2 separate regions of the Mus musculus genome follow, and region 1 is linked to region 2. A link is a contact called in public Hi-C data. All regions are on one chromosome and are shown on one strand. The core of a region is the stretch at or near the end of the contact, and the rest is flanking DNA. Distances in the headings are between cores, read along the strand shown.

Region 1 (5,429 bases), core at 1,907-4,406, 160 kb before region 2:
AATTTTAATTAGCACTTGTTTAGTTCAATTTTTATTACAACACGAATGTTCACAATCCTTGTAACAGGCAGAAAGGAAACCGGCACAAAGAGAGAAACGCCCATACGCACAGTCCATCGAATAGGCTCAAGTTTGAGAGGCTGAGTCCCTGGCCTCCTAACACTAAGAACGTTCAGGATGTAGAACCCACAGACTCAGTCCCAAATCAAGATGAAGTTCCCAAAGCTCGTGTGGCCCACTCAGCACAGGAGAGCAGCGAACGTGAACACTCGACGCCCTGCCTTTCTTTAGCTGGCTATGGTTAGCACACTAAATTAGTACATAGTCAAAATAACCCTAGCTTTACACAGTCTGACATTGCTCTTGTGGCTTATAGTTGTCAAGTAAAAGCCTCCCCATAGATTGATGATGCCACAAATCTCAGCATGGGTGGTTTTATCTGTTGTGCCAAAGAAGGCAGCAGGGAAAGGATTCCCCGAATTTCCATGGTGGTAAAAAGATGGCTTTGAAAACTGATCTCCGTTTTGAAGGCCAACCAGTCACACCAAGCTCATGCTACCAAAGACTCCCATCTCTTCAGACAATATTCACAGGACACTGAATTCAGTATGAGAGGAAGTCAGAAAAAAGACTTGAAAGACCAAGGCTACTTGCACAGACTTTTAAATAAGCAGAATAGAAAGTCGGATCGAGACGATAACTCGCTGGATAAAGTTATTAACGCAACAAAAACACTCCAAGCATTCCAGTCATTCACTGGTCCTATAATGAAAATAAATGGCAGATCATTTAATACTAACAATCACTTAATATTAGGGTCCCATTACCATAACTGGAATACTACAAGAGTTATTTTTAGTGAACACATGACTGAATTATCCTGGGGTAATGCCACTGGTTGTCTCAGACCAGGAAGCTGAAAAGGTCGATGAACTTGGCCAACATCCATTCTTTCCATCTATCTTTGGAAATTATTCAGCGCTACACCTTTGTAACATAATAGTTATTTAATAACTCTTTCCCTGTAAGAGGAAAAGGGTTTTTTTTTTTTTCCCAAGTAAAAAATATTAATTGTATCCCACCCAAATAAAAGACTGTTTGGCAGCCTGCCTTGCCAGCAGGTGTCATGTGACTAACCCTGGAAATGCAATACAAGTGAAAGTCGAATAGGAAAATTCCCCTCTAGCCTTTCCCTGCACCCTTTTTCTCTCTGTCCTACTTCTGTTCTCTGTAACTGAGATTTACTCTCTGATGACAATCCTGACCTGCAATGGGCCCATACTGAATGGCGGGTACACACGATGAGCCAGCCTGAAGATGACAATGACAGGAGCTGCTGGGCCTTCACAGCACACACATCACATCACATCACATCACATCCACACATAAAGAAAAATAAATCCTTATAAAGTAGGTGCCCCCAGTGTGGCGGGAATGAGAAACAGCCCCCAGTGTGGCTAAATACTGAATCCCCAGTAATAGCAAGCGATCATTTGGTGGGTGGAGCCTTGCTAAGAGAAAGTTCATCACAGGGTCGGGCTTGGAGGGTTTACAGCATGGCTCTCCTTTCTGTCCCTTTCAGCTTCCTGTATGTGATAGACATGTAACGAGCCAGAGGCCTTCTCCTATGGCTACCCTGCCTTGACTGTGTTCCCCACCGTGAGGAGCCCCATCCCTTTAGAACCTTTAAGCCAAAGTAAAGTAAAGCCCTTTCTTCCCCAACTTGCTCTTTGTCCGAGTGTTTTATCATACCAACCGAGAAGCTACCAGTGTAGCCCCTAAACCACAAGACTGTAAACATTTACATTTGTCTGTAAACTCTCAAAGGGCTTTGACTTTTAGAGAGAAATAGTTCATCTTCAGTCGTGAGAACCTACCCTCTCTACCCGTTCCTTCTTAAAACTCCCAAAAGCTCAACTGCTGCTATAGCAGCTGCCAAAACTACTACAAAACCCTCAAAAAATACCTCAAGTAACATTTTCCTGAATACCACCATTACTTCCTCTCCCCGTCTCTGTAACCTGTAGTCCTTACTAATACTGTCAAACCCCTGGACACCCCACCTCATCCCAAGTGGCTGTCCACCACCCAGTCTCCAAACTCGTGCTAACAATCGTATTCTCAGGATGGCCTCTTCCCTCTAATTAGTGGGAGGAGCACTTAGAAACCAAGCATCCTTTAATCGTGGCGTAGGAACTGTTAGTAAATTTAACATGATTATACTTCATAGTCTTTCCCCAACTATGGAGCATTTGCAAAACCCTATTGTTACTGTAAATCTCTAGAAGAGAAGACAGCTCAGAATGACAGATGCACACAAAGTTATTTCCAACTGGAAACGAAAGAGCCAGATAAACTGTGACCCGGGAGCCTCCAAGTCGCCACTCACAGATCTGCACCTGAACTGGTCAGAAGAAGAACTAAGGAATCATTATTTCAAAACCAATCACATCCTCTTTGCTACCTCATTCAAGGAACACGTGGGGGAGGTGGGGGGAGAGCAAGCTGTCAAAAACAAACCACAGATGGGTTAAAATATGTTAAGAGGAGTCTACTTAAAAAGTGTACAAAAGAGAAAAACAAGAAAAAAAAAGTCAGCTTTAAAATTGATGTGATTGTTTAATCTTACAATTGTTTTCCTAAAAGATTTCAAAGGTAACCATGAAAATAATGGAAGGAGAAAAAAAAAATTTCAACAAGATGGCAGAAAACAAAAGTCATTTGCCACATAGTGTAAAATCAACCTGATTTTAAGGTATTTCAGATCTGTCAGGGGGTGGAAAAAAACCAGTGGTTTTAAGAGAGCTCCTTTTTAAATTCTTAACATAATGGCCAATCCCAATTTGATGCCCTATGCAGTCCTTCATCTTGATATAAAGCAAGATGTCCTTCCTTTGTTGTCTCCTCTATAATTTGCTTGTGGTGAGAATACAAAGTTAACAGAGCCAAGCCCAGAGTCCTGGGAATAAGATGGGAAAACTGGTAAAACAAGGAAGGGGGAGGAGCAAGACGCACCTTGGAATGAGGCCCAGGCCTGGGACACCTGTTTCCAAATCCGGTAGACTGACAAGGCATTTTCTCACATCAGCATCTCTGTACAGATGGGATGGCGGCAAAGATGCGGAGCGTGCAGACTGGCAAGTGAAGACCCACGATACACAGGAGCTCTGCAGACGTGTGTGGGCAGCGCTCTGAGCAAAGGCCCGTCCGCCTTTCCTCAGGCACTGCTGGAGCCTGGCATCTACTTTAGAACTGGGATGGCCTTCTGTTGGAGCTGTTACTGCAGATATTAACAGCGAATCGCTTGACTCTCAGCAGCTATTTCTCACAAGGAAAAATAACTTTAAAAAAAAAAAGCCTCACTACAAAATAAAATCAGACCTTGAAGGCAAAATGTATAGCCTTGCTCCTTGGTATGTATTCCATGGCTTCTTCAAATGGGAAAGAGGATGCCGCTAATCTGCCTGAAGAAAGCATAACCAATGCCACTCTAACTGACCTCTGGATATTTTCTAAGGTGGCTTTAGTGGTAAAAAGACTACCAGAATGCAGAGTGTAGGTCTGTGGCCATGTATTGTAATGCTAAATACTTGCCCAGGGACCAGAGAGTCCTCACATACATCAAGTGATGCTATAGACCCTTGCTCCTTAATTTAAAACTATTGGTTGAATAAAAATGTCAACAGCTGGGAAGGAGAGAAGTAGGCAGAGTTTCAGATCCAGGGCTTGGGATCAGAGGAGGCAAAAACCACAAGAGGGTAGTGGAAGGTGGAGAGAGGAGACGTCATTGGGTAAGTGAATCATAAAAACAGGGCCATGAAGACTAGCCAATTGGAGTTAAGAACAGCCCAGATGGGACACGGCAAGTTATAACTCGGGGTTGCTGATAGGGAAATAGATACTAATCGCTTAGAGGGCAGGGATCTGCTCAGCTCTATTGCTTTAAAGGTTTATTATAAATATAAATGTTGTGTGTCTTTTATCTGGAAACTGAATGACCAAGGGACGGGGAGAAACCCCCAACTGAGATTAAATATTTTCAATAACACCGGTGCCCTAAGAGTAAAAGTCTATACTTCCTTAGAAATCTACAGCTGGGCCCAGGAGCTTGAAATCACTGACCTCTCTATAAAATTAATCAAGACTTAAAAGGCAATCTAGATATGACCTCAGATGTGAAAAGTCATCTAGCAAAATAACCCAACGAAGACATATATCATATTAGAATTTATGGACTTCACCACTTTTAGCAAGACACCACGAAAATTTCCACCCACTATTACAAAGAAAAATAAATTTTGGCTGAAATTCTTTCTTACTTTCTGTGGAAGGCAAGAATAGCTCTGAAAATTCAGATCTTAAAAAATAGAGAAAAAAAAGAAAGAAATGTTTTAATTTAGCAAAAGACAATAATTAGTAGTAATTGCCTTGAAATATATATCCCTTCCATGTCTGTTAGGACTGGGGGCTAAAGATTCAACACAAGAAGAAAAGGTGGAAGGAAAGAAGTTATCTGTAGAGCCCCATGTGCGACATTCACTTTAGGCAGTACTAAGTATGAAACAGTATGGGTGAACAAACCCTGGTGTCACTACTCTTCCACCTCTGACCTAAGAATTTACAATTCTATGACAGACAGGTGTAACACACCAATGTCTAGCAGGAGCAAGGCATGCACAGAGGACTTCAGGGACACAATGGGAACACTGAACCATAGTTACAGGTATCAGGAGACTTTCTAGTCTATGGCATGGACACTTAAAACCCTGGGAAGTGAGGGGGGGGGGGCAAAGGCAGAGCAGAGCAAAGTGACAGACTCCACAAGCACAGGGAAGCTGGTGGCCATGCCCTGAAACCCTCCTAGCCTGCTGAGTGGCCACATTTCACGTCACTTCAGGTACTGGTCACTGTTAACTGTGAACAGGCTACCTGACGTCTACTCGGGTCAATACAGCAAGCATCTTCCTTAGCAGGTCACTGTTCTGTTGTTCCTTTGCCCACAAGCATCACACAGTAGGTCACTCTCCCTGCTAAGCTGCTAATATCCAGAATGTGACCCAGAAGAAAAACAATCACATTCTTTCTCTCTAGATCGAAACATTAAGTGCCAGAAACTAGCCTGTGGAAAGAACGTGCCACGTTCTCATTTCTAAAGAGGAGAACAGAGGGGTGTGCGTGTTTAAGTTTTCACAAGTGGGCGTGTATATTTTTGCTTATAGACATGTAGAGAACTGAAGTTGACATCAGGTTTCTTCTTCAACCACTTTCTACTTTATTTATTAAAGCAGTGTCTTTCACTGAGCCTAGAGCTGGCCAGATTCAACTAAGTTACTTGCTCCAAGGACTCCCTCTTTCCGCATGCTAAGATTATCAGCACACCACTAAGCCAATGCAGCTATTATACACTTTCTAGGGATCCAAACTCCCAG
Region 2 (5,612 bases), core at 2,050-4,549:
TTTTTTTTTCTGTTTTTTTTTAATTAGGTATTTTCCTCGTTTACATTTTCAATGCTATCCCAAAGGTACCCCATACCTACCCCCCCCAATCCCCTACCTACCCACTTCCCCTTTTTGGCCCTGGCGTTCCCCTGTACTGGGGCATATAAAGTTTGCAAGTCCAATGGGCTTCTCTTTGCAGTGATGGCCGACTAGGCCATCTTTTGATACATATGCAGCTAAAGACAAGAGCTCCCGGGTACTGGTTAGTTCATATTGTTCTTCCACCTATAGGGTTGCAGTTCCCTTTAGCTCCTTGGGTAATTTCTCTAGCTCCTCCATTAGGGGCCGTGTGACCCATCCAATAGCTGACTGTGATCATCCACTTCTGTGTTTGCTAGGCCCCGGCATAGTCTCACAAGAGACAGCTATATCTGGGTCCTTTCAGCAAAATCTTGCTAGTGTATGCAATGGTGTCAGCATTTGGAAGCTGATTATGGGATGGATCCCTGCATATGGCAATCACTAGATGGTCCATCCTTTCGTCACAGCTCCAAATTTTGTCTCTGTAACTCCTTCTATGGGTGTTTTGTTCCCATTTCTAAGAAAGGGTAAAGTGTCCGCACTTTGGTCTTTGTTCTTCTTGAATTTCATGCGTTTGGCAAGTTGTATCTTATATCTTGGGTATCCTAAGTTTCTGGGCTAATATCCACTTATCAGTGAGTACATATTGTGTGAGTTCCTTTGTGATTGGGTTACTTCACTCAGGATGATACCCTCCAGGTCCATCCATTTGCCTAGGAATTTCATAAATTCATTTTTTTAAATAGCTGAGTAGTATTCCATTGTGTAAATGTACCACATTTTCTGTATCCATTCCTCTGTTGAGGGGCATCTGGATTCTTTCCAGCTTCTGGCTATTATAAACAAGGCTGCTATGAACATAGTGGAGCATGTGTTCTTCTTACCGGTTGTGACATCTTCTGGATATATGCCCAGGAGAGGTATTGCGGGATCCTCTGGTAGTACTATGTCCAATTTTCTGAGGAACCGCCAGACTGATTTCCAGAGTGGTTGTACAAGCTTGCAGTCCCACCAACAATGGAGGAGTGTTTCCCTTTCTCCACATCCTCGCCAGCATCTGCTGTCACCTGAGTTTTTGATCTTTGCCATTCTGACTGGAGTGAAGTGGAATCTCAGTGTTATTTTGATTTGCATTTCCCTGATGATTAAGGATGTTGAACATTTTTTCAGGTGCTTCTCTGCCATTTGGTATTCCTCAGGTGAGAATTCTTTGTTCAGCTCTGAGCCCCATTTTTTAATGGGGTTATTTGATTTTCTGGAGTCCACCTTCTTGAGTTCTTTATATATATATTGGATATTAGTCCCCTATCCAATTTGGGATAGGTAAAGATCCTTTCCCAATCTGTTGGTGGCCTTTTTGTCTTATTGATGGTGTCTTTTGCTTTGCAGAAGCTTTGCAATTTTATGAGGTCCCATTTATCGATTCTTGATCTTACAGCACAAGCCATTGCTGTTCTATTCAGGAATTTTCCCCCTGTACCCATATCTTCGAGGCTTTTCCCTACTTTCTCCTCTATAAGTTTCAGTGTCTCTGGTTTTATGTGGAGTTCCTTAATCCACTTAGATTTGACCTTAGTACAAGGAGATAGAAATGGATCAATTCGCATTCTTCTACATGATAACCGCCAGTTGTGCCAGCACCATTTGTTGAAAATGCTGTCTTTTTTTCACTGGATGGTTTTAGCTCCCTTGTCAAAGATCAAGTGACCATAGGTGTGTGGGTTCATCTCTGGGTCGTCAATTCTGTTCCATTGGTCTACTTGTCTGTCACTATACCAGTACCATGCAGTTTTGATCACAATTGCTCTGTAGTACAGTTTTAGGTCCGGCATGGTGATTCCACCAGAGGTTCTTTTATCCTTGAGAAGAGTTTTTGCTATCCTCGGTTTTTTGTTATTCCAGATGAATCTGCCGATTGCCCTTTCTAATTCGTTGAAGAATTGAGTTGGAATTTTGATGGGGATTGCATTGAATCTGTAGATTGCTTTTGGCAAGATAGCCATTTTTACAATGTTGATCCTGCCAATCCATGAGCATGGGAGATCTTTCCATCTTCTGAGATCTTCTTTAATTTCTTTCTTTAGAGACTTGAAGTTCTTATCAGGAATTCAAGCCCATACCTAAACATGATAAAAGCAATCTACAGCAAACCAATAGCCAACATCAAAGTAAATGGTGAGAAGCTGGAAGCAATCCCACTAAAATCAGGGACTAGACAAGGCTGCCCACTTTCTCCCTATCTATTCAACATTGTACTTGAAGTCCTAGCCAGAGCAATTAGACAACAAAAGGAGATCAAGGGGATACAAATTGGAAAGGAAGAAGTCAAAATATCACTTTTTGCAGATGATATGATAGTATATATAAGTGACCCTAAAAATTCCACCAGAGAACTCCTAAGCCTGATAAACAGCTTCAATGAAGTAGCTGGATATAAAATTAACTCAAAGAAGTCAATGGCCTTTCTGTACACAAAGGATAAACAGGCTGAGAAAGAAATTAGGGAAACAACACCCTTCTCAATAGTCACAAATAATATAAAATACCTTGGCAGACTCTATTTTTATGTAGCACATCTTGAAGAAGTTCCGCGGCAGCTGCCTCAGTCTTGGCCAGTGGAAGGACAATGAAAGGGTGCTCTAGTTGAGAAATGATGTGCAGTGAGTGTCTTTGCCCATTCAATAGCATGGTGTTGATTAGATTCATTCTTTGTTTTCTGAACCTTAATATGAAATAGTTGAACGCTTTGCATTTTGCCCTCTGCTATTGACTATTTCTGTCAGTCCTGAGCTCCCAGGCTCCCTCTGAAGTTGCACAGTCTTCTCGCTTAGTCATCCCATCTCATTTTGCCGAGTCAGATGTACAAACACCAGCTGATGTGGTTCAGGTGTCCTTTAGGCACAAAAGAGTAAAAAGAACGGAATAGGATCCGAACTTAGCTGGAGTTTAGTAGCTGTTTGAAATTGATTGATTTCTCATAAACCAGAGTTAGAATCGTCTCTCCCCGAATGGAATTTTCAGGCAGAGGGAGAGGCTTGTACTGAGATGATTGCACACTTTGCAGGTCACACGGTGTGATCTTCAAGCGCTGCTTCTGGTTTCTACTTTGTGTTTTGGGGTGAACAAGGCAGACAGGCCTGCCAAGGCTAAGGGAGCGTGCAAGTGCGATCCCTGCCTGGCCCACTTGTACAGGCTGTGAGCTAAATGCAACTCGCAGAGGCGGCTATAAATAGCCATTCATTGTCAGTGTGTGTGAAAAGACAAGAGTCAGTGTGCCGGTCTGATTCAGCCCCAATTAAGCTGCCGTCTGGGCAGGACTGTAAACGGAGCTGCTAGGACTAAGAATCGAGTCCGCAGGCAACGCCAGAGACTAGACACTCACGGAAGGGAAGTGGTTCAACGCTGGAGTCGCCTCTGCTATGGCAAAAATCATTTTGAGGCACCTCATAGAGACCCCAGTGCGTTATCAGGAGGAGTTTGAAGCTCGAGGCTTAGAAGACTGCAGACTGGATCATACACTATACGCACTGCCCGGGCCAACCATCGAGGACCTGAGTAAAGCCAGAGGCGCAGGCACGCCACAGGCTCTGGCAGAGGACTCAGCCTCCACGGAGAAGCCACCCGGAGAAGGCAAATCCCGTTTCCAGATCCTGCTGGATGTGGTCCAGTTCCTGCCCGAGGACATCATCATCCAGACCTTCGAGGGCTGGCTGCTGATCAAGGCACAGCACGGAACCAGAATGGACGAACACGGGTTTATATCGCGGAGTTTCACCAGACAGTACAAACTGCCAGATGGAGTCGAAACCAAAGATTTGTCTGCCATCCTCTGTCATGATGGAATCTTGGTGGTGGAAGTCAAAGATTCACTAGGGACCAAGTGAAAGCCTTTTGGTTGCTCTTCATACCCCAGGAAGGAAGATGAAAGCCAGGGACACCCCGGGAATGCTTAAACTTTTGAGATGGATTGCTGTCACTTTTATGAGGATTAAAAAAAACCAAATGTATCCACCGTTCCTGGTATGTGGAGGTTGTCTTTCTTATTGGTAGCCAGAAAGGAAGGTTTTCAAATGTGTTTGTGCAGTTAGGAGTGCTGCTGCTTTTACAATGAAGCCACCTCAGAGCTAGCAGACTGTGGTTGGTACTAGAGAATGCTCAGCCTGGTTTTTGATGAGTCTAAAATTCCACAGAGGCCATTTGGACAACCCATGGCAAACCAGTCCTTGTCAGTAAAGAGATCTGATTTTTCCTCACTGTATGAAAAGTTTCTGCATTGCTAGAAAGAGGGGGGAGGGCTTCAAAGAGAAAATTTTATTTCTGTATACTATAATTTACGGGACCTGGGTCTGAATCTAGTTAAAAGTCACAACAGTTGTTGCTCATTTAAACATCAGTGGGGATCTTCAGGTATTTTAGTTTTTTAAAAGTTCCCATATAGACCACATATAGTTTTCAAAGCTAAACTGAACCCTACCAGAAGTTTTGCTGCTAGACAATGTATACTACTTGCTTTGGTGTTATATTTGTTAGCCCAGAGTGTATAGTGTCTCGTATGCTAGGTGTGGGAAACTAAAACGTTGCATTGCTGGGCTCAGGAAATCTTAATGCTCGCTATTTTGAAGGGGGGATGGCCAGTGCCAGCGTCTGCTGTCTCTACTGGTCGAAAGTTTTAAATAACCTTGCGGCCAGTGAGGAACCTGAGCTCACGCAGCCATGAGAGCTGGGTGCATAGTCTGGGGCAGCACATGCTTGTCAGGACTCCCTTAGTGCCTCTGTTCTCCCAAACTGCTGCTTTGACTCTGGATGGAGCTGGTAGAGGTTAAGAAAGGGAGGCTTGCCTTCAGCAGCTGCTCGTAGGCATTTAGAATATGTGCTAGCTCATTCTATGCATCCTAAATACTTCCGTGGAGAAAGTGGCCGCTTTCTGTTTCACTGGGTGCTGAATGTGAGCTCACAGGGAGAGAGGCCAGGCCAGTGCTAAGAATAGAAAGAAGATCTCAGAGTGTGGCTGTCACCTGTGTGGAGGCAGACAGCTGTCATGGTGCTCCTCCATCTTGCCTCTCCTCTCTTCAAGCTAAAACAGGGAAGTTGGGGAGTCAGTAAAAACCAGAAATCAAACAGAGTCTGGGGTGACATTTGCTACTTTTTGCTAACATCGAAAAGATGTTGGAGCATCTGTTTATATGAAATTCGTGTCTAAAGCTGACGTTTGGGGTATGAAGTCTAGGATGAGATGTTTTTGTTTGAGAAATTGAAACTTACATGAACAGTGGGGCACAACAAAGCTAACCAGTGTGAGTGGGATACCAGATGCTAACAGGATGAGAAGTGGGATACAATGCAACGCCAGTCAAACATTGTTGCCATCCGAGTAATTATGTAGCCAATAGTGGTTTTAGAAACAAATAGCTCCAAGGGCTCTCTCATTTGGTTCCGGACTTTCACTAGTCAACACCTTCCTTCTACCCTTGGGGATTTTTTTTTCCTTTCAAAAACTGAAAACTCAACACATCTCCAGTTAGCATTTCTTTGTTTCTAGATAAAATTAA

Evidence for each region. Hi-C and Micro-C count contacts between places; a contact is called where the count stands out from the background.
Region 1: a contact with region 2 is called in a Hi-C map of cortical neurons, with 1.8 times the contacts expected there. The contact joins the enhancer-like site here to the promoter of Hspb3 in region 2. A contact is called at or near these places in 1 of 39 promoter capture datasets (cranial neural crest), 1 of 484 Hi-C or Micro-C datasets (cortical neurons), 1 of 115 datasets of contacts at active chromatin or transcription factors (embryonic stem cells) and 1 of 9 other capture datasets (embryonic stem cells).

Annotation. Positions count from the first base shown.
Region 1 is chr13:113,819,803-113,825,231 of GRCm38.p6, reverse strand. The region is part of intron 1 of Arl15 (ADP-ribosylation factor-like 15); the gene reads right to left. Among named protein-coding and RNA genes, the nearest start is that of Arl15, 28 kb to the right of the region's middle. Within about 2 kb of position 3,156, at least 14 of the 459 cell types and tissues checked have an H3K27ac peak or open chromatin away from gene starts, as enhancers often do. A contact at or near this core is called in cortical neurons, where this site is marked.
Region 2 is chr13:113,661,363-113,666,974 of GRCm38.p6, reverse strand. It overlaps Hspb3 (heat shock protein 3), which reads left to right and starts at 3,299. Exons shown (of 1, transcript NM_019960.2): 1 at 3,299-4,079. The coding sequence starts at 3,483. The coding sequence ends at 3,947. The region is part of intron 1 of Gm34586 (a long non-coding RNA gene); the gene reads right to left.